Regions from separate parts of the Mus musculus genome. Here all the other regions are linked to region 1. Evidence: chromatin contacts called from public HiChIP or PLAC-seq data. All regions are on one chromosome and are shown on one strand. The core of a region is the stretch at or near the end of the contact, and the rest is flanking DNA. Distances in the headings are between cores, read along the strand shown.

Region 1 (3,715 bases), core at 148-2,647:
AAATATTGGGCTGAAGAGATGGTTCAGCCTTTAAAGGCTAGGCTCACAACCAAAAATATGAAAATAAATATATTGAAGAAGAAGCGTATTGAGAGGCTTCTGAGGGAGGACAGTCAATTTAGTTTACATATCTTGACAGTGTTGCAAAGCAACACAACCCGCTGAAGGAACAAGGATGTGCTTGTTGGTGTCTGAAGAATGGCAAGGATGGACATCCCAAGACTCACTCAGGAGTCAGAGCTCAGATGTAGGAGGACCGGCAACGTGCTTTACACGTTTCCCAGTGCACACAGGGAAAATGGGGTCCTCTTACTAAAAAGTATTAAGACTTTCCAGACGAGGGCCAGAGAGCATTGAACCAAGCATGGGGCCTTCATTAACACAAAGCCCTCTGCAAACCCAAAGGTCATGTGGTTTTAGCCGAGTTCACTTTGGGGCAGAGTTGGTTAAGACAACTGAACAGTTCAACTCCAATCCACATGTTGGCCATGTGCTGAAACATCTTCATTTGTTAAAGCATAGGGGCACAGACATGCAAGCACTTTTCAAATCTCTGCATGGTGGGTTGGGGAGATGCCTGGGAGGGCAAGAGCACTTACTCTGCAAGCATGAGGGCATGACTTTGAATCCCAGCACCCATGTTAAAAAGCCAGCTACGGGGCTGGTGAGATGGCTCAGTGGGTAAGAGCACCCGACTGTTCTTCCGAAGGTCCAGAGTTCAAATCCCAGCAACCACATGGTGGCTCACAGCCATCTGTAACAAGATCTGACTCCCTCTTCTGGAGTGTCTGAAGACAGCTACAGTGTACTTACATATAATAAATAGGTAAATCTTAAAAAAAAAAAAAAAAAAAAAAAAAAAGCCAGCTACGGCTGAATGTGTCTGTAACTTCAGAACTGAGAGGCAGAGTCGGGGGGGGGGGGGGGGAGCCCGAGAACTTGTTGGCAAGCCACTGTGGCCTAATGGCAATCTGGCTCAGTGAGATTCTGTTTCAAGGCAATACCACCCAGAGCAATAGAACACACAGACCTTCCAACACCCTGCTTTGGCCTCCAAATGCAGACACAAGGGCATGCACACTCAAATGCTCGCACCATACATATACAACACACAGCATCTCTGGATGGCTGAATTTGCTGGCATCTCACTGGGCCTCAGCAGGCCACATGACCGGTAGCTCAGGGAGTGGATAGGTGTTAAAAACAAAGGGCAGAAATACACGGATCCCCCGATCTCACTCCACTACTCAGAAACAGACACGTCTGAGTGCTGAGCTGCCTGGTGCTTTGCTTGCTAGAGATGGTTTCGGTTAACAGTCCGCAGCCTGATTTGAAGCAGGCATTGACGATGGTGAAGATTGTTAGCACTGCCTCCTCCCCAGAGGGTGTTCCTTTTCCAAGTATCCTGTGAAGCACCCGGTGGTGTGACTCATGCTTTTTCAACACCAACGCACATTAGCTGTCCAGTGGGGACAATACTCATAAGAATAATCGAAAGGAAAGAGGTGTTACAATTTCTGTATAGCATTAACAATGCCAAAGAAATCACAGGCCTGGCCCTTGTCTTTGTCAGAGGTGGGAAGAAATGTTATCTCTGATTTCAAGTGGTGTGTCAACACGCTGTGGTCAGCGGCTTGGAGGGACAGACTGGCATAATAGGACATTCAGTACTGAGGATAAGACACCAGGAAATTGAACTCATTGCAGGAGGAGGCTTTGGCAGCCGGGTGAACACTTTCCAAACACTCAGCTTCTTTGTTCTTTGGTAAAGAAAAGACACATTATTTAATGTATTAGGGCATGTACTTAAGAGCTGTACAAAATACCAGGAAATGTGAAGAAGGTCTTTCCAGTGATGAACCCAAACAAAATTAACTAGAAACTTATTTGCAGCTAGCCACCTGCCTAGTTAAAACATCTAACCTTTCAGCTTTGGAGTGAGGTGTGTCCTTAGCTGCTAATGAAAAGCTAAGTCTTCCATGGAACCTCACCATTATTTCTTGGTCAGTGTGGAACCAACTGTTGGGGTCATCAAACATTTGCTGCCTTATTTAAAAGCAAATAGTTGTTAATACATTCTAATTTAATAGAAAAAAATGGGATCTGTCATTAGCCCAGACATAGGCACAGAGATAAAGACAAAGGTAGGTAGAAACAGATGTACACATACACACACAACACACACACACATATGCATTCACATGCATTCAGGTGCACATGTGGGGGGATGTGCACGCACATGTGTGTGCATGTGTACAGAGGCCAGAGGCTAGCATCTGGTGTCTTCCTCGTTCACTTCCTTATTCACCACCTTACATACTGAGACAAAGTCTCTCAATCCCAAAGCTCACTGATTGGCTAGTCTAGCTAGCTGGCTTGCTCTGAGGAACCTCTGTCTCTGCCTGCCAGATGGTAGGACTATGCAAAGGTTACCATATGCACCTGACATTACATAGGTGTTGTAGAGCCACATCCCACCCCTCATACATGCTCAGCAAGCACTTTACCCAATGAACCACCTCCCAAGGCCTAAATAAAAAAATTTTAAAGATTTTAAAATGTATTTTATTTTTATGTGCACGTGTGTGCACCACATGTATGCAGGTACCTGCGGAAACCATATGAGGCCATCAGTTACAAGCAGTGGGCAAGCTGCCTGAAATGGACTAGGTATCAAGGCAAAAAGTACAGTGATCATTCTTAGCCACTGGCTATCTCCACAGCCCTATATATAAAATGATTTGAGATTTGTTTTCTTATCGTTTTTAATTGTATGTAGACATGTCTCTGCATGTGGGTGTGTGCACATGAACGCAGGTGCCTACAGAGGCTAGAGAAACATTCAAAGATTCTTTCCCCCTTACCATGAACTTAAGAGGTTGCAAGAACACTATACTATTACTGTGAAAATCTTGAAACCACAGAAAATTCACAGAGACAGTGCTGAGGTAAGGGAATTTGAACGAACTTGAACCTCAGCAATGTCACCTGAGTTCTTTTGATGAGGAGATTTAACCCAGTTACAGTTATTGTAATTGATGTTTCCTCTCATCAATTTTGTCTATGGGTTGTGGAGGGTGGGTTGAGGGTTTTTTTTTTTCAGTTTTTTTTTTTTAAGATTTATTTGTTTATTACATGTAAGTACACTGTAGCTGTCTTCAGACACTCCAGAAGAGGGCACCAGATCTCATTACAGATGGTTGTGAGCCACCATGTGGTTGCTGGGATTTGAACTCAGGACCTTCGGGAAGAGCAGTCAGTGCTCTTAACCGCTGAGCCATCTCTCCAGCCCCCCTTTTTCCAGTTTTTTAAAGATTTATTTTTTGGTGTAAGAGTGTATTTTCTGTGCACAGTGTGGGCACAGTGTCTCCAGAGGCCAGAGAAGGGTGTTGGAACCTTGGAAGTGGAGTAACAGAAAGCTGTGAACCATCATGCAGGTGTTGGGCACTGAACACAGACGCTCTGCAAGAGCAGCAAGTGCTCTTGAGCAGTGAGCATCTCTCCACACCCTTACTTCTGGCTTGTATGTCTTTAGCGTCCTTTCTCTGGACTTTATGATTTTAGAAGTTGGGCCATTAATCCAAATGAAAATCCTGTTCCTTTTTCAGGAGCCAACTCATGGGATAAAAAAGGATGGAGGTAAATGTATTGCCAGACCAAGTAGCCTATATTTCAGAGGAGGGCTCTGTATTCTTCTTAGAGTTCAGTATTAGCC
Region 2 (4,236 bases), core at 61-2,560, 300 kb after region 1:
GGTTCTGGCTAAGACCCCTGCCATCTTTGAGGAATACCATGAGATCTTTGCCATAAGGACCCAGAGCTGAGCTTTCAATGAAAACTCTGACTGTGGTATACAAGAACAGAGGTAGGGACTGACTCAGGCCCCTCAGCTGCCATGGCACATTCAAGAACACAGACACAAAGCTAATGGTAAGTGGCCATTTCAACAGGCTAGTTAGTGTAGCAAAATCACTGTCTACACACTACTCACTCAGGAAACCCTTCAGAAAGATCAGTGGGTAGGAGGGCCAGTGTTTATAAACTGAAAGCCTTGGGAACCTAAAATTCCTATCAAGAGAGCTTCCCATTTAATACCAGATTGCTGACATCATTCAGAATGGTCTCTGGAGTGGGGGTGTGGCTCGGTGGCAGAACACGTGCTTACCACGTACAATCTCCTCATAGCTACCCAAGTACGACAAAAGAAAGTTAAAAAACTTAACATGTGACATTATCATCTTTTATGAAGATACTCTCAATACACTGATAGGATGATAGGAACCTTTACAGCCAGTCCTTACTTTCTGAGTTGACAACCTCTAGAATGTGGCCAGCCTCTGAGCCTCAAGAAAAAACCTCAGCACCAGACAAAGCTGTGTTCTTCTTCTATTCTCATGACAGATTCTGTTGCTGATGCCACCACAAACTAATCATAGGATCTAAAACTGCATCTTTTTACCATTCAGCCCTCATTTGATTTATATTTGCAAGATCATTCCCACACTAAGAATGCTTCAATTTGATAGCCAAAAAGAGAATAGCCAAACCTTCTTGGAACATGTAGACTGTCTCTGCAAACATTTCAAGACAGAAGCAGTCCTGAGAACCTGAATAGCTGAGCTCATCCAGGTTTCTACAATGACCACAAATCAGAAGCAGCCCAGAAGGTTCCAAGAGGAACATGCTCACAAAATGAAAGGAAAATCTGTTCACTTGGAAAACTGGGTGAGGCTGTGCTGAAGGGGTGAACAGGAAGACCCTGGGTGTGGAACACTATAAATCTTACTCACTTTTTCTAAAGGTCGGGTAGTGCTTGGTAGATGAATACTACTACAGACACTCAAAACAGAAAACTCATTTCAAACCCACGGCTTGTTCTCAAAAGGACCTACAGAATAATTAATGGAAACTGAGTGGGGCCATGCAGAGGCACTGACTTCAACCACACAATCTTCTCATGATTCAGTCACTGAGTAACTATTTGTTTAGTTCCCTTCTATGAGCGCTTCGTGAGTAAGAGACATGGCCCCTGTCCTGACAGACTATCGAGGAAAATGAAGTCTTTTCTTCTAGGCAGTGAGCACTCCGCCAGGGCAGTCACAGCACGCTGGGTTCTCTGACATCACAGCCTACTGAGCCCATTACTGGGGCTCTATGAGATCCAGGTGTTCTGTCAGAAATAATTCCACTAAACCCAAAATAACCCTGTAATGAAGGTTTTATTATCCCACTCTATAGATGAGGAAACTGAGGCGCAGGGAAAAAACTTGCCTAGGTTTCAGCAGTGGGGTCTGAAAGACCCTGCTATAAACCATCTAATATACTCATCTACTGAGCCCAGAATAGCCTTGGGAGTGCTACTACTACTATACCCGACTCACAGACGAGACTCCTAGGCACAGACAAGTTCACTAACTTGCAGAACAGGGGATGTGGCATGGCACAGTGGAGGGCTACTTGCCTAGCTTATACAAGGCCCTAGGTTCAATTGTCTGCACAGAAAAATGAAAATGCAAAAACCTCTTGTAGAGAAAGTGAAGAAACAGGAAGAACCTTGAACACAGGTTCTGGATACGGAAGAGGCTTCCTGAAAGTGACTTCTGAGATCCAATCTAACCGGAGGGCTGGAGATGTTAACGTTGGATATAGTGCAAGTGCACGGCTGGTACCTAAGCAGAGGTATGTATATAAGCAGAAGTTATGTTTTAAGTTTTAATTTTATGGCTAAGAGAGCCATAAAACAAAAGTGCCTCTACCCTTGTAAGCGCCTTGCCCAAGGACAGACACTTACTGAAATGCTGGCGGCGAATGTTTTAGGTTTTCACTCCCCTAAACAAGCTTGTTTGACCTAACTGCACCACATGTGCTTGATCAGATGTAGATGGGAGGTTATGTAGGCAGGAAGTACGTCAGGATGTATGCTGGCCCCTGATTGGACCTGGTGGGAAAGACGTAGCCTTTATAAGCCTCTGCAAAATGTGACTCCTCGCCATTTGCTGGCAATTCCAGAATGGTCTTGGCTACAGTCTACCATTCTGGCTAGCATTTAATTAAAACTTGCTTCCAATTTTACTCAAAAACATGGAACTGGTCTTTCTCTCATGCTTTTCAGGTTTAACATATGGGCCTGCCAAAGTCAGAGAACAAGACAATGTCCTATCCAGAGAAATCTCTTATCCTGGCCTTATCCTGTGCAGAGGTAGATGCAGCAGACCACTGAGTGGATGGGCAATGTTAACATACATCAGTTCCTCTAGGACAACTGTGGCAAAGGAATACAGAGCCTGCTGAAGAACAATGGGAACTGAGAGAAGCACTGTGTGTCTCTGGACCTTAAAGTGAGTATCAGGCAGTAGTCCTCCTCAGAAGAACAAGAGAGCTAAGAGAGCCCTTGGTGCATGGACACGGGCCTGCTAAGTTCTGGGGCAAGGCAGCAGAGCCATGGTATGTAAGACCCGCCCAGAGGAAACTACCTTAAGCAACAACAAAGCCAAGACCCAAACAACTGCAAGCTAAGTGAACACACTAGCAGCCTAGCAGAAGGGGCATGCCATTCACCTTCCTCAAACATTTGTTCACAAACAACTAGCAAAAACCCAGAAGGTATCATTATGACAGCCAATCCAACTCAACTCTGAGACAGCAAAGGTACTGGCTCAAACTGACATGTAGGAACTTTAAAACAATATGACAAATGTATAAAAGAGGTTAGCAAAACGAAAAACAAACAAAACAAACAAACAAACAACACACACGAGCAGATGAGGGATCTGGAAATGTACAGGAATTCTCCCAAGTAAAACACAGGGGAAAAGAAGTAGAACAAAGGACCCAGGATCTAAAGGATACAAATCAAAAGTCTATCATGCACGTTATTAATCCCAGGTAGGGAAATGAGGAAGCAGGGACAGAAGGAGCGTGTAGAGTCAACACCTAAGAATTTTCTAAAAAACAAACCGAGCAGAGGCTGGAGAGACCAGGCCCCAAACTCTTACAACTCCTACAGAACCCTGAAAATAGAACCTACAACACCCACAAATTTATCTGGAAGACCCCTTCCAGGAATGTACTGGCTCTTTAGGGTGGGGGCATATATGTCTAAGAGTTATGCCTGGAGCCAACTTCAGCCACCAACAAAGACCTGAGCAACCATGAACAAATTAATTACACAGCAGGTAAGAGCACCTGCTACCCAATTGCCAAGAGTGGAGGTCAGATGCTAGCACCCAAGTAACAAGCTGGGTATCCCATTTAGGCTCGTAACCCCAACTCTGAGTGGAAGGAGACAAAGGAGGACTGCCAGGGCTTGCTGACTTCCAGCTTAGCAGAGGAACACAAAGCCAGGCTCAGGGAGAAACTGCCTCTTGGGGATAGGTGGAGGGTGCTAGAGAACACCTGACGCTCCAACCACCCACGCAGGGTCACAAGACAGACAGACAGACAGACAGACAGACAGGCAGGCAGACAGGCAGGCAGGCACAAGTAGACAGATCTTTTAAATGAATGATATTAAGCTAAAGATCCAACAAGACCATAGAACCCCAAGCTGGATAATATAGAGAAAAACATCAGTATTTTCTCTATATTCATCAAGAAAAACTGTTGTTGAAATCAAAGACATGGAATAAATCTTAAAAGTAAATAGAAGGAGGAAAGGACATACCGGGAACAAGAAAAAGAATAATGGCTGACTTGCAGAAACACTAAGACCAAGGGACAACAGAACAGCATCCTGAAGTACTGGAGAAAAATGTTGTATTTAGAGAGACAGTGACCAAAAGGTCATCTCCAGGAGGCCCCATTTACCCCGCAAGTGGGGAGGAAAAGGCAGATGAAGAGAAGCCAGGAGGGAGTCTCCTAGGGAAGAATAGCAAAGAGCTCTTACAACAAGAGGCTGCACCCAGCACGCACGCACGCACGCACACGCGCGCCCACACACACACACACACACACACACACACACACACACACAGAGTGGAGAGAGATCTAG
Region 3 (3,992 bases), core at 830-3,329, 380 kb after region 1:
AACCTTGAAGAGTTAAAGTAATAATTGTAACATAAATAACCAGCATTTATTTACCCTCCACAAGCACAGAGCCCAGTTTACTAGATACTAACATGTGGATCATTTGGTATCCAAAAGACCCACTCAGGGGCTGGAGAAATGGCTCAGTGGTTAAGAGCACTGACTGCTCTACCAGAGGTCCTGAGTTCAAATCCCAGCCCCCAAATGGCAGCTCAAAACTGTCTGTAGCTTTAGTTTCAGATAATCTGTTGCCCTCACATAGACACATGTGCAGGCAAAACACATAAAAGTAAATAAGTAAGTAAATAAACAAACACACATGAAGATAGATAGATAGATAGATAGATAGATAGATAGATAGATAGATAGATAGATAGATAGATAGATAGATGGACCTGCTCAGCTTCCCGGGCAGTTTCTCTCTCCTTGTCTAGGGTTAAGGTGACAGAGGCAGGGAAGACCATGGTTAGACAGGCACCTTGGCACCTGACTCTCCATGTTTCGACCCAGCGTCTGCTGACTCTTGCCACTGTTGTTTTTGCTTCCCAGTGACTGATTTTTCAGAATAGTCCAGCGAGAGCACATCAGATTCCAGGTCCCTGGTACCTCCCACAGATGTGACCTGAGAAACCCCTGACAGGCAGGCAGTGGCTGTGCAGCCTTCTTGGGCCCCTAACTTCCCATGGAGTCCCACCAATGTGGTTTGGATGGAAAGCCCTTTATTGCTGTGTTTTATATCAGAACCTCTCCTAATTATAAAGGAAGTTGTACTTGGGACTTGGGAAGCTTAGGAAAAGCAGAGCACAGCAGGCCCCATGGCCTGGCCTCAGGTGGCCTCCAGTGGTGCTCCTTGCCTGGTCTCTGGACACTGCTGTTTAGTTATCTGCTGACATTTATAAAAATTAATTGCCATTTTTCTTTGATTGTTTTGAGACATGTCAGTGCAGCCTTACCTTAAACTTGGCATTCCTCCCAGAATTCCAGCTGTGCCTCACCTGACTTGATGGAGTCATGAGGAGGGTGGGACACTCCTGGCCTTCACCCTGCCCTTATGCTGCTGGAGCCCTGCATCTTTTCAGTGTAATCATGTGACATGAGCCTTCTTAATGAACATAACTATAACGAGTATATTAAATTCTATCATAAGGCTAGGTCAGAATATACTTAGCCTCCCCAAGCGTTTGGAAAGAGAGGTTTCTAATGAGCTAAGCTAACTGTTGTTTGGTTGTTTGTTTTTGTTTGTTTTTGTTGTTTGCTTTGGGAACAGGGTGGTCTCACTCTGAAGTGCAGGCTGACCTCAAGCTGGCTCTTGTGCTTCAGCCTCCCGAGTGCTGGGCTTACAGGTGTGCACGCCACACCCAGGTTGGGTAGTAACCCTTCTAAGGTCAGGCATCTTTGGTGTGCCAGCACAAGGTGAAGAACCCTCTTTGTGTTTGTTCAAAGTTCAGCAGTTAGTAAATTTTGGACATTTACTGCAGAGAGCTCATAAAGTGTTATGAAATGCTTTCTAAATCTGTTTTAAGCCACCCATAAACAAAAGCTGGCCTGACTTTTCACTTCCTTCTACGATCTTGCCTCACACAGGAAGAGAGTAAGGTCCAGCAGTGAGTCATTCTGGTGCCCAGGGCCAGTGTGCACGCTCCCTGGTTCCTTTACTCTGCCACAGCGTCTGACAGCATCTCTGTTTCTCCCTTAGGTTTGAAGGAGATAACCTATTGATCTGCTGAAGGCTCGTGCTGGGGTGGAAGGTGAAGGCTCTAGCTAAGGGAGTGCCAGGGCCTCCTGAGAGATGTGCAGCCTCACTTTGTTGGTCCTGCTGCACATCCGGAACCCGTGGTTACAAAGGTGGTCACACCAGATCCTGTTCCTGTCAGTATCATTGTTTAAATAAATCTCACTTGCCATTTGTGTCAGACTCTGCTACATCTGTACAATGACATTCTTTGCTCTCTGGGGTGGGCCAGGGTTCAAATCCATGGCAGCTAAAATCCTGCATCCTGAGTCTTAACTTGGACCTTGGTTTACCCTGTGAGTCAGAATCCATTTGGGAATTTACTCCTCCCTGTGCTCTTTATTGCAACACCTCATGGGCTGTGACCCTTAGCCCTTGACCTGCTGCGGATGCTGGAGCTCCTCTGTGGAGGCTCCTCTTGCTGCCGCCTTTGCCAGGCTGGCCTGCTTACTTGCCTCCTCCGTTCTGGTTACCTTAGCAGGTTGGATAATGCCTCCCTAAAGGACCCTAACTCCTTGAAACCCGGCCATATGTCACTTGTGTAAATAGGCATTTTGTCAATGAGATTAAGGTAAGGGTCTCAAGGGATCGTCTGGGGCTCTGATTCAACCACAAGGTCCACATAAGCCAGACGAGGGGCAGTGACAGAACAGAGATTGTGGAGAGAGAGATTTCAGAGATGTGGGAGGCCAAAGAATAAGTAATAAAAACAACTAGAAGCTAAAAAGGCCAGGAGGCTGAAAAGATGGCTCAGAGGTTAAAAGCACATACTGTTCTTGCAGAGAACCCAAATCCAGCTCCCAGAACCCATATTGGGTGGCTCCTATTACTCCAATTCCAGGGGTCTCTAAGGCCCTTGTTCTCTATGGGTCTCTGCAATCACATGCATACACCCACAAATGGGTGTGCATGTACGTACATGCATCACTAAAACTAATAAAGATTAGATCTATAAAAAGGCCAGGAGTCCCAGGAGAGCCCCCCACCACACACACACACCTGCCCCACCTCCACAGAAAACTTGACCTTAGGCCTAAAGTTACTGATTTCCTCTTTCTGATCTCCAGAACTACAAGGAGATAAATGTGTGCTGTTTCCAGTCTCCGGGAGGGATTGTGATGAAGCCAGCAGCACTAATGAGATTAATATAGTCATGCTGCAGATCAGGGCCCCCCATCACTGGAACTGCATGAACAGGGACGGCCACGGGGAAGCTGACACAGCTCTTAGCTGAGGTCATAGCCCCCTGCTGCACTGTGGGGAACCTTGAGGCAGTACTCCAGGGAGACTTAGGGTGTGCTCCTCTTGCAGTGTGCGTTAGTGGGAGTAGGTTTGCTGAGACAGCCTGAACAGAAAATGAATCTCCAGATGAGAAAGCTTCTTAGTCATTGAGAGAGGCTTGGCCAAAAACTTTTCTTGGTGTCCCTGCTGGTCCTAATCCTCCTGCCGACTCTTGCAGATTCAGCTGAGGTCTGGCTGTTTCTGCTAGGTTTGAGCTGCTGCTGCTGCTATCCTGACACTGAACTGGACCGCTGGTACGTCCATGAAGAGTTTTCAAGTGTATCAAGTTTCTGCTGCTGACACCTGTGAACTAAACTGCTGATTTCCTGACAAAGCAGATGGGATTCGCTCAAAAAGAACAATTTCTAAGCAGATTTACTTCCTCTGTGTCCTAATAACCTTTCTTTCACACGACCTCTGGTGGGTGGTGGGCAAGAAGGGAGGTTAAAGCATTTAACAACCAATATTAAAAGTAGGTATTTTGCCGGGCGTGGTGGCGCATGCCTTTAATCCCAGCACTCGGGAGGCAGAGGCAGGCGGATTTCTGAGTTCGAGGCCAGCCTGGTCTACAGAGTGAGTTCCAGGACAGTCAGGGCTACACAGAGAAACCCTGTCTCGAAAAACAAAAAGAAACAAAAACAAAAAAAGTAGGTATTTAAATAAACACTCCAAGCCTACAAGATACCATCCTTCCTGGGATAGCATACAAACATGAACAAGCCCTGCAGTGCAAGAGGTACTGTGTGAGAGTTGGAGGTGTCCAGGTGAGGACGAGCAAGTGAAGGATGTTTCTAATAAAACGTAACTGTCAGAGCGACCCGGTTAGTTACATGTGACTATTAGTGGTGTGCTTCTGACGTGCATGTTTCCTCTGGGAAGCTGCAAGAAAGCCACAAGTGCCCTGTGAGAGCACACATATTTGGGCCATTTGGCACTTTAAAAGCCCTCTCCTCCAATTCCAACCCCCAGTATTATCCCC

Evidence for each region. HiChIP or PLAC-seq counts read pairs in DNA pulled down with a chosen protein or histone mark.
Region 2: a contact with region 1 is called in an HNF4G HiChIP or PLAC-seq map of pancreatic cancer cells. The contact joins two enhancer-like sites. A contact is called at or near these places in 1 of 484 Hi-C or Micro-C datasets (nephron progenitors) and 1 of 115 datasets of contacts at active chromatin or transcription factors (pancreatic cancer cells).
Region 3: a contact with region 1 is called in a FOXA1 HiChIP or PLAC-seq map of pancreatic cancer cells. The contact joins two enhancer-like sites. A contact is called at or near these places in 5 of 115 datasets of contacts at active chromatin or transcription factors (bone marrow-derived macrophages, embryonic stem cells, pancreatic cancer cells and 1 more) and 1 of 9 other capture datasets (adipose tissue).

What each region holds. Positions count from the first base shown.
Region 1 is chr7:123,045,399-123,049,113 of GRCm38.p6, forward strand. It overlaps a transcript of Tnrc6a not described here. Among named protein-coding and RNA genes, the nearest start is that of Gm39084, 51 kb to the right of the region's middle. Within about 2 kb of position 1,398, at least 76 of the 459 cell types and tissues checked have an H3K27ac peak or open chromatin away from gene starts, as enhancers often do. A contact at or near this core is called in pancreatic cancer cells, where this site is marked.
Region 2 is chr7:123,345,826-123,350,061 of GRCm38.p6, forward strand. All of the region lies in intron 1 of Arhgap17 (Rho GTPase activating protein 17), which reads right to left. Among named protein-coding and RNA genes, the nearest start is that of Arhgap17, 22 kb to the right of the region's middle. Within about 2 kb of position 1,311, at least 27 of the 459 cell types and tissues checked have an H3K27ac peak or open chromatin away from gene starts, as enhancers often do. A contact at or near this core is called in pancreatic cancer cells, where this site is marked.
Region 3 is chr7:123,428,437-123,432,428 of GRCm38.p6, forward strand. It overlaps Lcmt1 (leucine carboxyl methyltransferase 1), which reads left to right. Exons shown (of 11, transcript NM_025304.3): 11 at 1,697-1,922. The coding sequence ends at 1,719. Among named protein-coding and RNA genes, the nearest start is that of Aqp8, 32 kb to the right of the region's middle. Within about 2 kb of position 2,080, at least 99 of the 459 cell types and tissues checked have an H3K27ac peak or open chromatin away from gene starts, as enhancers often do. A contact at or near this core is called in pancreatic cancer cells, where this site is marked.